Linked DNA regions of Mus musculus: all the other regions are linked to region 1. The links are chromatin contacts, called in public HiChIP or PLAC-seq maps. All regions are on one chromosome and are shown on one strand. Each heading gives the region's core, a stretch centred on a gene start, on an enhancer-like site or on the middle of the called end of the contact. The rest is flanking DNA. Distances are from core to core; before and after follow the strand shown. Region 1 holds the start of Gpatch2 (G patch domain containing 2). Region 2 overlaps Gpatch2 (G patch domain containing 2). Region 3 holds the start of D1Pas1 (DNA segment, Chr 1, Pasteur Institute 1).

Region 1 (2,715 bases), core at 142-2,641:
CACTAAATAACTGTTGTAGCTATTCCATTTCAGGAAGCAAGACAGTACAGGCTGAAATAATGGTTAAACTAAGAGGCAAGAAAAAAAGCAACATTGGCCTACTTCTAGCAAGAAAATCCATAGTTTCTCACAAAAGTTACAAGATTGAATTATCACTGTAGTTGCTAGAGGTTCACGATGAAATAGCAAAACTATAGTTGAGATGTATGTTAGGATAAGAATAGCTTATCAGGACTTTCTCACACTGACTTGGTCACTGCTGGTCTGCTATAATTTATCACACTTTTTGTAATGTACTTTTTGTGATTCCTTCTAAGTTTTGAAAACCACTGGGCCATTGCTTCTAGTTTCAATGTCCCCTTTTCATGGAGAGGAAGTTTAGGTGTGGGGGGTGAGAATGCTGCCTTAGCTCTTGCCCATTTACTGTACCAATTATCTTGTCACAATGGTATAGAAACTTCACTTGGACAAATGAATCACAGATGAATTGAATTCTGTGATGTTTGTGAGATTAAGTGAAGCTCAAATTCCCATTTGGACATTGATATTCTGAATTCATGGAACTACCTGGGTAAGCCTGGTTAACGTTAATTAGGCCACTAGACCTACATTGTATAAAATAGGTTTCACCAAACCAAATTTCTCAGTGATTATTTTAAAATGTCGAAAAAAAAAAAGCCCCACAAAACAAAACAGTATTTTGAGGAAGACTCCCAAATGTTGCCCAGGGCAGCCTTGAATTTTCTGTGTTGCCCAGGCTGGACTGGACTCACAGTCATCCTCCTGCCTGTTTCCCCAGTCGGGGTTTACTTCATTTAGGGCGGCCCTTAATAATTCTCTATTCTGGGATCTTCCTTAGAGAATATTAACTTATTAATGACTTGTCAATGTATATATAATCCACTTGTGATTGATTATATATATATATATATATAAACTTCTGATCATGTTTGAATCCCCATGGGGAGAAGAAGAATTTAGAATTATTTCCTGAATTAAGTAATTTGTTAACAGTAAACATCTTCTGAGACCCCTCTCTTCACTACTCACCGGTTCCTAAAGTAGTACTGACTTTCTAGAAAGGGTGCCCGCGCCAGCAGCTTGGCTAAAGTAGCCATGTCCTTCAACTCCTGGAGTTCACCAAAATTGTTACTATTAGTCTCCATGGCAACTGGGCTGAACCAAGGTCACTTCCGACTTATCGGCCTTTCCTTTCACTCTGTTTCAGTTTCAAGCAACTGGACAGAGAAATCGGATTTGTACACGTGAGACCAGACTTGAGTCGACTCGCCCCTTTCTCCTGGAATTTCGAGCTGCTGATGGGAAGGGTCAGGGTAGGCTAAGGTGAGCGAATGGTCGCTTCCGGTTTCCGGTTTCCGCCTCCAGCCGGCTTCCGGAAGTTGCTCTCAAAATGCTGAAGTCCTGTGTGGAATTGGCCGGGGCTGCGGGAGTTGGAGTCGGTCCTCGGGCCTGAGCCTCGAGGCCGCGCTCCCGGGTGTCGTTGATGTTTGGGGCCGACGGGCGCCCAGCGATCGGAACCGCCGCCGGGAAGAGCTGGTGAGCCCGGCGGGCGGTTGGGAACGGGGCGAGCGAGCCGGCGAGCAGCTCGCGGGGCTCCGGGTCAGAGACGGCCGTGCACCAAGTTTCTTCAGGCCGCGTTCCCGTTGTCCCTGCCAAACCGGCCACATTGTACTAGATTCCGTGGTTGACAAGATCACAGAAATTCCCAGTCCCAGAAGTTTCTTAGTAGCAGAGACACCAGGCTCTTGTACTCCCTGCGCAGCTCGGTTCGTGTAAAGCCTAGAAGTTTTCCACCGCCCTGGAGGCTCTGTCCTAGTTTATGGGAAAGGGGCGTTTTCCAGTAGCCCCAGGTTGGAATTTGTCTTTAGGGTACCCTGGTCCACTGCTGTAAGTTTCCAAACTGCTTTCGCAAATCACACTTGATCTTTAATGACATCCCTGCTGTAGGAGACTCGCAGGTACAGAAAATTTAAGAGGCAAAGTTGTCCTGTGCCCCTGAGTACCAGAGATGATAGCTCAGTTTTGGATTTTCTAGTTGAAAACCCTGGTCGCCCAACCTCCACCCCCACCCCCACCCCCCGTTTGTTCCAACGCTTTTCAGAGAAACGTTAGTGTAACAAGAAAGTAGATGTCTTGCGGTCCATCTTGAAACATAAAAATCTGACCAGTAAGTCAAGAACTGTGATTTTTAAAGTTCCTGCCAGTGGGCTGTGATGTCTGATTGTTTAGCATCACCGATAACTGAAAAGTTAAAAGAATATCTTAGGTCAGATGGCTTATTTGGTTCCTCTCTAGAGACCATTTCTAACCAGTGTTGTTTTTCTTGTAGCTTTTAAGTTCTCACGATTTTCAGTTAGAATACTAGGAGAAGCTTTTTATTTTTTTTTTTTATTTTTATTTTTATTTTTTTAAAGATTTATTTATTTATTATATGTAAGTACATTGTAGCTGTCTTCAGGGATACCAGAAGAGGGAGTCAGATCTTGTTACGGATGGTTGTGAGCCACCATGTGGTTGCTGGGATTTGAACTCTGGACCTTCGGAAGAGCAGTCGGGTGCTCTAACCCACTGAGCCATCTCACCAGCCCAGGAGAAGCTTTTTAAATGAGCAATTGTAATTGTTGCACTCAGCTTGGAACAAGAGACGCAGGTCACAATGCACTAGTTTTTCTTAGCTTTGGCAGTTGTACATGT
Region 2 (2,753 bases), core at 156-2,655, 130 kb after region 1:
CCACACCAGCACTAGGAGAGTGCTATGTCTGGAGCTCTTGGGTACTTGTTATTGTCTCTGTCCATGCTTGGGGATTCTCCTGTTGCTCTGAGGAGGCTCTCTGAAGAGTAGCACAGAGTCCTAGCTTTCTTGTGGTGGTAGAAGGGTACAAGCCAGGGACGTTGCTATCGCTGTCCTCAGTTCAGGGATGAAAACCCTCAGTGGATGTGGAAGGCTGCTGTCAGAGCTGAGGTAAGGAGTGCCATCTTATGAGTGACCATTGAGAGGGTTAAGTGGCCATTTTAGCCTCTGTCCACACTCCAGAACAGAGACGCCCCAGACCCAGGGACTGAGCTGGGCCACCACAGGCATTGTGTGGGTCTGTGAAGAAAGAGAGACCTTTGTCCTTCAGGTCTCAGGAGGGACCGTAATGAGCTCTTCAGTGTTCTTCTGTGTTGTTCCTGTGTTAGCTGCTTCTAAAGCCATGAAAACACGGACCTGTAAGGAGAAAGTGGCAGGCTGAATATAAAGGAGAAGAGAGTCAAGACTGTATTCTGGGTTGGGGAGATAAGCATGAGGGCCTGACTTCAGAACTCTAGCCCCCGTGTTAACGCTCAGTGCTACAGAGTGGATTGTAATTCCTGGGCTGGGCACAGACAGAGGAGTCCAGGGTCTCCATGGCCTGGGGCCTACACGGCCACTGAGCTCCAGGCTAAGTCAAAGATGCTGTCTCACAAAGTCAAATGGAGAATGCCAGAGGAAGACCTCTGAGGCTCGCACACCCACATACATGGATAAGTTGTGCATGCATAACTGTAAATTTATAGGAATTCAGGGTACAGCCAGTTATGTTTTGGGTTTGTTTGGTTCAGTTTCATTACATTCGGGGTCTGGGGCAAATGTGAGATATTGCAGGATAAGTTGTATTTTTACCACAGCCCACACATCAATGAAAACCCACCCAAGTATAGAGTGCTTCCTGGTTTGCTGACCGCCTTTGCAGACATGAGCTTCTCCGAGCTTGTGGTTTTGTGTGCGGCAGGCAGTGGACTCTGTAGGATGCCTGTGTGGTGGGTGAGGAAACAGGGATCAGGCTGCTCAGCCCGGGGTAGGTCTTCACTGCTGGGTTTTCATGTTCTCATTTCAGGAATTGTGGGTGAGAACGCCCAGCCGATCCTAGAGAGCAACATCGGGAACCGCATGCTTCAGAGTATGGGATGGACACCCGGGTCAGGCCTCGGGCGAGATGGCAGAGGGATCGCGGAGCCAGTTCAAGCCGTTCAGAGGCCGAAAGGGTTAGGACTTGGATTTCCTCTACCAAAAAGCTCCCCCACCAGCCCTGCCCCCACATCAGGAAACCCTGCCTGAGCAGAGAGAGAACCTGCGGTTTCTGTTGCTGTGCCCCATTGTTATAACATGATCGTAGTGTGTACTGGTTTGAAGCCGACCTCTGACGTTGCCTCCAGCTAGCTTCCAGGCTGCATAGCGTCCCGCCAGTGATAGAAATGGGATTCCATCACAACTCACGGTGCTCAAGTACGAACCTCAACCCTTCACGTGTTTCCTCGGTTTCCAGCAGTTTCTAGACATGAAGAATAGTTGGTCTCTTATTTATTGTGATCCTAGACGTCAGTTCTTTCTGCTGCCTTGCTCCATCCGTGCGTGTACGTGATGCTCAGACACAGTGGAGCACACCCAGTGGGTCTGAGGATCACATTCTTATGATGCCGACACTAAGTAGTGTGGTCCTCCTCTCTCCCACGTGCTCCCTCTCCCACATGCAGGGAGTCCTAAGCATGTCCGGGAAGGCTTGCTTAGTGAGCTCACTTCCCTTTGCTTTGGCTCTGATGAGGGTTTGTAACTGGGATGCCGTTAACTGTTTTCAGCAGTGTAGCATAAATTCACAGTGGGATGTTTGGCAAGAGCTAACGCCGTTGTCGTCATCGTCGTCATGAGAGCACTGTCAGCATCACTCCAGTGCAGAGCTTACACACCTTACCTCATTTAGGACGTAAAGTCATCGCTAAAAGAAAATGTATTTTTAAAGTCATCCTGACTGACCTGCAAACCCTGCCCTCCATATGTCTACCTCTCCCCAAAGGCTGGGGTTAAGGATCAGCTCCAAGAGGAAGAAGAGTGGCCTGCTCAGGGTTTAGTCACTGAAGTAAATTAGTAAACTCCTGAGTCAGTTTGTTTGAAGATATAAATAGCTTTTCCCAAAACTGAGCTAACTGGCCTAACCCACTTACCAAGTACAGAAGGAACAGAGGGACCAGGCATTCTGATACTAAACACTTAGTTTAAAATTAAGCGAAACACTATGTTCCTTCCATTCCATTCTGTCGTTCTCTCCATAAGGTCAGAAATTCTAAGTTGTTCTTTGTTCAGAAAATACTGATTTATTCTAATGTTCATTAAAAAACCCTAATTATTATTACTTAGAATGGCTCCTTTGCTTCAGAAAAGGTTATGAGAACCCATACTAGTGTATGCTTGAACAAAGCAGTATGAACTTCAATTTTGTAAATTGAAAAAGAAATTAAAATATTTAAGGCAATAGAAAAGGTTTCAGCAGGTTAACAGACCTTTCCACGTATGGTCCTCTATAAAAAATGCAGACTCTGTAGTCTGGCAAACATCTGCATTTCTTCTAGGAACTGTCTTTCCTGAGAAGTGGCCGTGGTAAGAAGTGGGCTGGCCAGGACACAAGTGGACCCCGTTTGTGCCTCACGGAACACTTGTGTTGGGGAAAGCATTGCTGCTGGAACAAGCTC
Region 3 (3,079 bases), core at 131-2,630, 250 kb before region 1:
TTCAGCTGTCCATTGTGGGGTTAAAGATCCTAAAAGAACCCATGAAAACAAACATCCTTCATCCACTCTCTTCTGTACTCCATACATCATATTCAATATATAGTGTCATATTGGTCAGTCATTTTTGCCTAGATTCTAAAGCTTCTGAGAGAGAGAGAGAGACAAGCCCTATTTTCAATTAACATTTATATATGGCAGAAGCAGGATGTACAACATCTATTATGAAATAAACCAGTAAAGATCTTTTCTGTTGCAGTTATTAAACCCCTTTAAAATTTTATGTGTCTATGTATGTGCTTGCGGTTTTATATGTGACTGCTGGGGTGCCAGAAGGGGGCATCAAATTCCCCTGGAACTAACGTTAACAGCAGTTGTGAGCCACCAGATATGGGTGCTGGGAAACCAAGTCCCCTCCTCTGCAAGAGCAGCCAGTGCTCTTAAGTGCCGAGTCATCTTTCCAGATTACAAATATCTTGCACAAAAACGAGTAGCACACATTTCGCACCATCCCTTAGACTTCCAAGGGAACCCACGGTCAAAGCCACATCTTTAAACACTATTTGGCCCAAATCACCCAAGCCCTCTCTCCTTGCCCATACTAAGCAAGATGGCCAAGGTGTTTATGCAGAGCAGGAGCCCCTCCAGCAGCCCTCAACCTGCACACCAGGGAGAAGAAGAGCTGGCTACAGGAGCAGGGTCCATGTCAAGTCGCGGATCTGGGGTGAATTCCACTCAGGTTTGATCTGTGGAGTTAAGGGCTCTGAATACCCGGCACTAGGAGATGCAAGGCAGCTGGTTTCCGTGTGTCGTTTACTCTGTGAAACCAGTGCTACCACCAGTCATCAGTGCCCTTTCCATGGCCTCCAAGCGGGGTCTGGGCAATTGTGGGGTGGCCCCCTCCACCTGGTCAACAGGTTCGAGCTTTCTGTCCTTACTTGGTCTTAAGGGAAACACATTCTCCACTCCCCTTTACCTCCCCGACCCCACCCTGGCCACCAACCGCCCCTTCCCCCTACCCCGCCCCCCATTCCGAACACTGTATTCAAGCAACCGTTTCCTACTGCACAAAATGGCCACTCCACGGGACACCTGTGGCCACGTGACCCGCTGCCCTCTTGGTTTTGGGCCTCTTTCCGCCTAACTCCGGTTCCAGAAAGGCTGCCCTCGGAGAAAGCAAGAGCTAATTAAACCGGAGAACCCCCACAGCTTGGAAACGACAGGAAAAGGTGGAGCGCGGGAGAGGACAGAAGGACAAACCCCAAAACACAACAAAAAACAAACGCCATAGTGAGCAGCGGAGAGCCAAGAGGCCTGCAGGAACTTTCAAGGCCTCACTGCTAGAGGGCAGAGTTCTCGCGAGATCTTGAGGACTTCCAAGGCACGCACGGAGGAAATCGCGGATTAGAGGGAAGGTGAAGTTCAAGCCAAACAGGACAGCGGTCGGGTTGATCGACGTTCCGGGGGCTCCGGGCTGCCGTGTACATCTAACTCCATTATGAACTCAACCGAGTGCTGTTCCGCCGCTGTAAGTCTGACAGGGCGGCGGGCCCTGTGACCGCATCGCGGGCGATGGCGCGCTAGGCCTGACCAGGAAGTCTCGCGAGATTAGAAATCGGCGCGCAGGAGCTGCGGCGGGCAGAAGCCATAGCGTTAGCTTGGAGAGAGGCCGTGAGAGGGACGGGAGGCCCGCGGCGCTGGCAGAGCGGGCTTTGGGGGAATCAGGTCGGCCACTGGACGGACAGACGGACGGACGGACGCGCCGTTCACCCCACAGAGGACCTCTGAGGTGAAACCATAGCTCAGCAGAGGCAAGCCCCAGAGTTCTCCGTACTCTTCAGGGATGAGTCATGTGGCAGAGGAAGATGAGCTCGGGCTGGACCAGCAGTTGGCTGGCCTAGACCTGACGTCTCGGGACAGCCAGAGCGGGGGCAGCACAGCCAGCAAAGGGCGCTACATCCCCCCTCACCTGCGGAACCGGGAGGCCGCGAAGGCGTTCTACGACAAAGACGGCTCACGGTGGAGTAAAGACAAGGATGCCTACAGCAGCTTCGGGTCCCGCAGCGACACGAGAGCCAAGTCCAGTTTCTTCAGTGACCGCGGCGGAAGCGGCTCCAGGGGAAGGTTTGACGAGCGCGGGCGGAGTGACTACGAGAGTGTTGGCAGCCGGGGAGGTAGAAGTGGCTTTGGCAAATTTGAGCGGGGCGGGAACAGTCGCTGGTGTGACAAAGCAGACGAGGATGACTGGTCGAAACCGCTCCCACCAAGCGAACGCTTGGAACAGGAACTCTTTTCCGGAGGCAACACTGGGATTAACTTTGAGAAATATGATGACATCCCGGTTGAGGCGACAGGGAATAACTGCCCTCCACATATTGAAAGTTTCAGCGATGTCGAGATGGGAGAGATTATTATGGGAAACATCGAGCTCACTCGTTACACACGCCCAACTCCTGTGCAAAAGCATGCTATTCCTATTATCAAGGAGAAAAGAGACTTGATGGCTTGTGCCCAAACGGGGTCTGGAAAAACAGCAGCTTTTCTTCTACCTATCTTGAGTCAGATCTATACGGATGGTCCAGGTGAGGCTTTGAGGGCCATGAAGGAGAATGGAAAGTATGGGCGTCGCAAACAGTATCCAATCTCCTTGGTCTTGGCTCCGACCAGAGAATTGGCCGTGCAGATCTATGAGGAGGCCAGGAAATTCTCATACCGCTCTCGAGTTCGTCCTTGTGTGGTTTATGGTGGAGCTGATATTGGGCAGCAGATTCGAGACTTGGAACGTGGCTGTCACTTGTTAGTAGCTACTCCAGGACGGCTAGTAGATATGATGGAGAGAGGAAAGATTGGACTGGACTTCTGCAAATACTTGGTGTTAGATGAAGCAGATCGAATGTTGGACATGGGCTTTGAGCCTCAGATACGAAGAATAGTTGAGCAAGACACCATGCCTCCAAAAGGTGTCCGCCACACTATGATGTTTAGTGCTACCTTTCCTAAGGAAATACAGATGCTGGCTCGGGATTTCTTGGATGAATATATCTTTCTGGCCGTAGGAAGAGTTGGGTCTACTTCTGAGAAC

Evidence for each region. HiChIP or PLAC-seq counts read pairs in DNA pulled down with a chosen protein or histone mark.
Region 2: an H3K4me3 HiChIP or PLAC-seq map of bone marrow-derived macrophages shows a contact between it and region 1, with 2.8 times the contacts expected there. The contact joins the enhancer-like site here to the promoter of Gpatch2 in region 1. A contact is called at or near these places in 1 of 39 promoter capture datasets (the C10 cell line), 4 of 484 Hi-C or Micro-C datasets (CD4 T cells, CD8 T cells, myeloid progenitors and 1 more), 4 of 115 datasets of contacts at active chromatin or transcription factors (CD8 T cells, bone marrow-derived macrophages, memory CD8 T cells and 1 more) and 2 of 9 other capture datasets (adipose tissue and liver).
Region 3: a contact with region 1 is called in an H3K27ac HiChIP or PLAC-seq map of embryonic stem cells, with 9 read pairs. The contact joins the promoter of D1Pas1 here to the promoter of Gpatch2 in region 1. A contact is called at or near these places in 1 of 484 Hi-C or Micro-C datasets (embryonic stem cells) and 1 of 115 datasets of contacts at active chromatin or transcription factors (embryonic stem cells).

The regions. Positions count from the first base shown.
Region 1 is chr1:187,214,120-187,216,834 of GRCm38.p6, forward strand. Gpatch2 (G patch domain containing 2) reads left to right here and starts at 1,392. Exons shown (of 10, transcript NM_026367.4): 1 at 1,392-1,557. The coding sequence starts at 1,505. Spata17 (spermatogenesis associated 17) reads right to left here and starts at 1,327. Exons shown (of 10, transcript NM_028848.3): 1 at 1,051-1,327. The coding sequence starts at 1,166.
Region 2 is chr1:187,347,231-187,349,983 of GRCm38.p6, forward strand. It overlaps Gpatch2 (G patch domain containing 2), which reads left to right. Exons shown (of 10, transcript NM_026367.4): 10 at 1,127-2,753. The coding sequence ends at 1,347. Among named protein-coding and RNA genes, the nearest start is that of Gm51737, 75 kb to the left of the region's middle. Within about 2 kb of position 1,406, at least 56 of the 459 cell types and tissues checked have an H3K27ac peak or open chromatin away from gene starts, as enhancers often do. A contact at or near this core is called in CD8 T cells, bone marrow-derived macrophages, memory CD8 T cells and 1 more, where this site is marked.
Region 3 is chr1:186,966,036-186,969,114 of GRCm38.p6, forward strand. It overlaps D1Pas1 (DNA segment, Chr 1, Pasteur Institute 1), which reads left to right and starts at 1,381. Exons shown (of 1, transcript NM_033077.3): 1 at 1,381-3,079. The coding sequence starts at 1,841.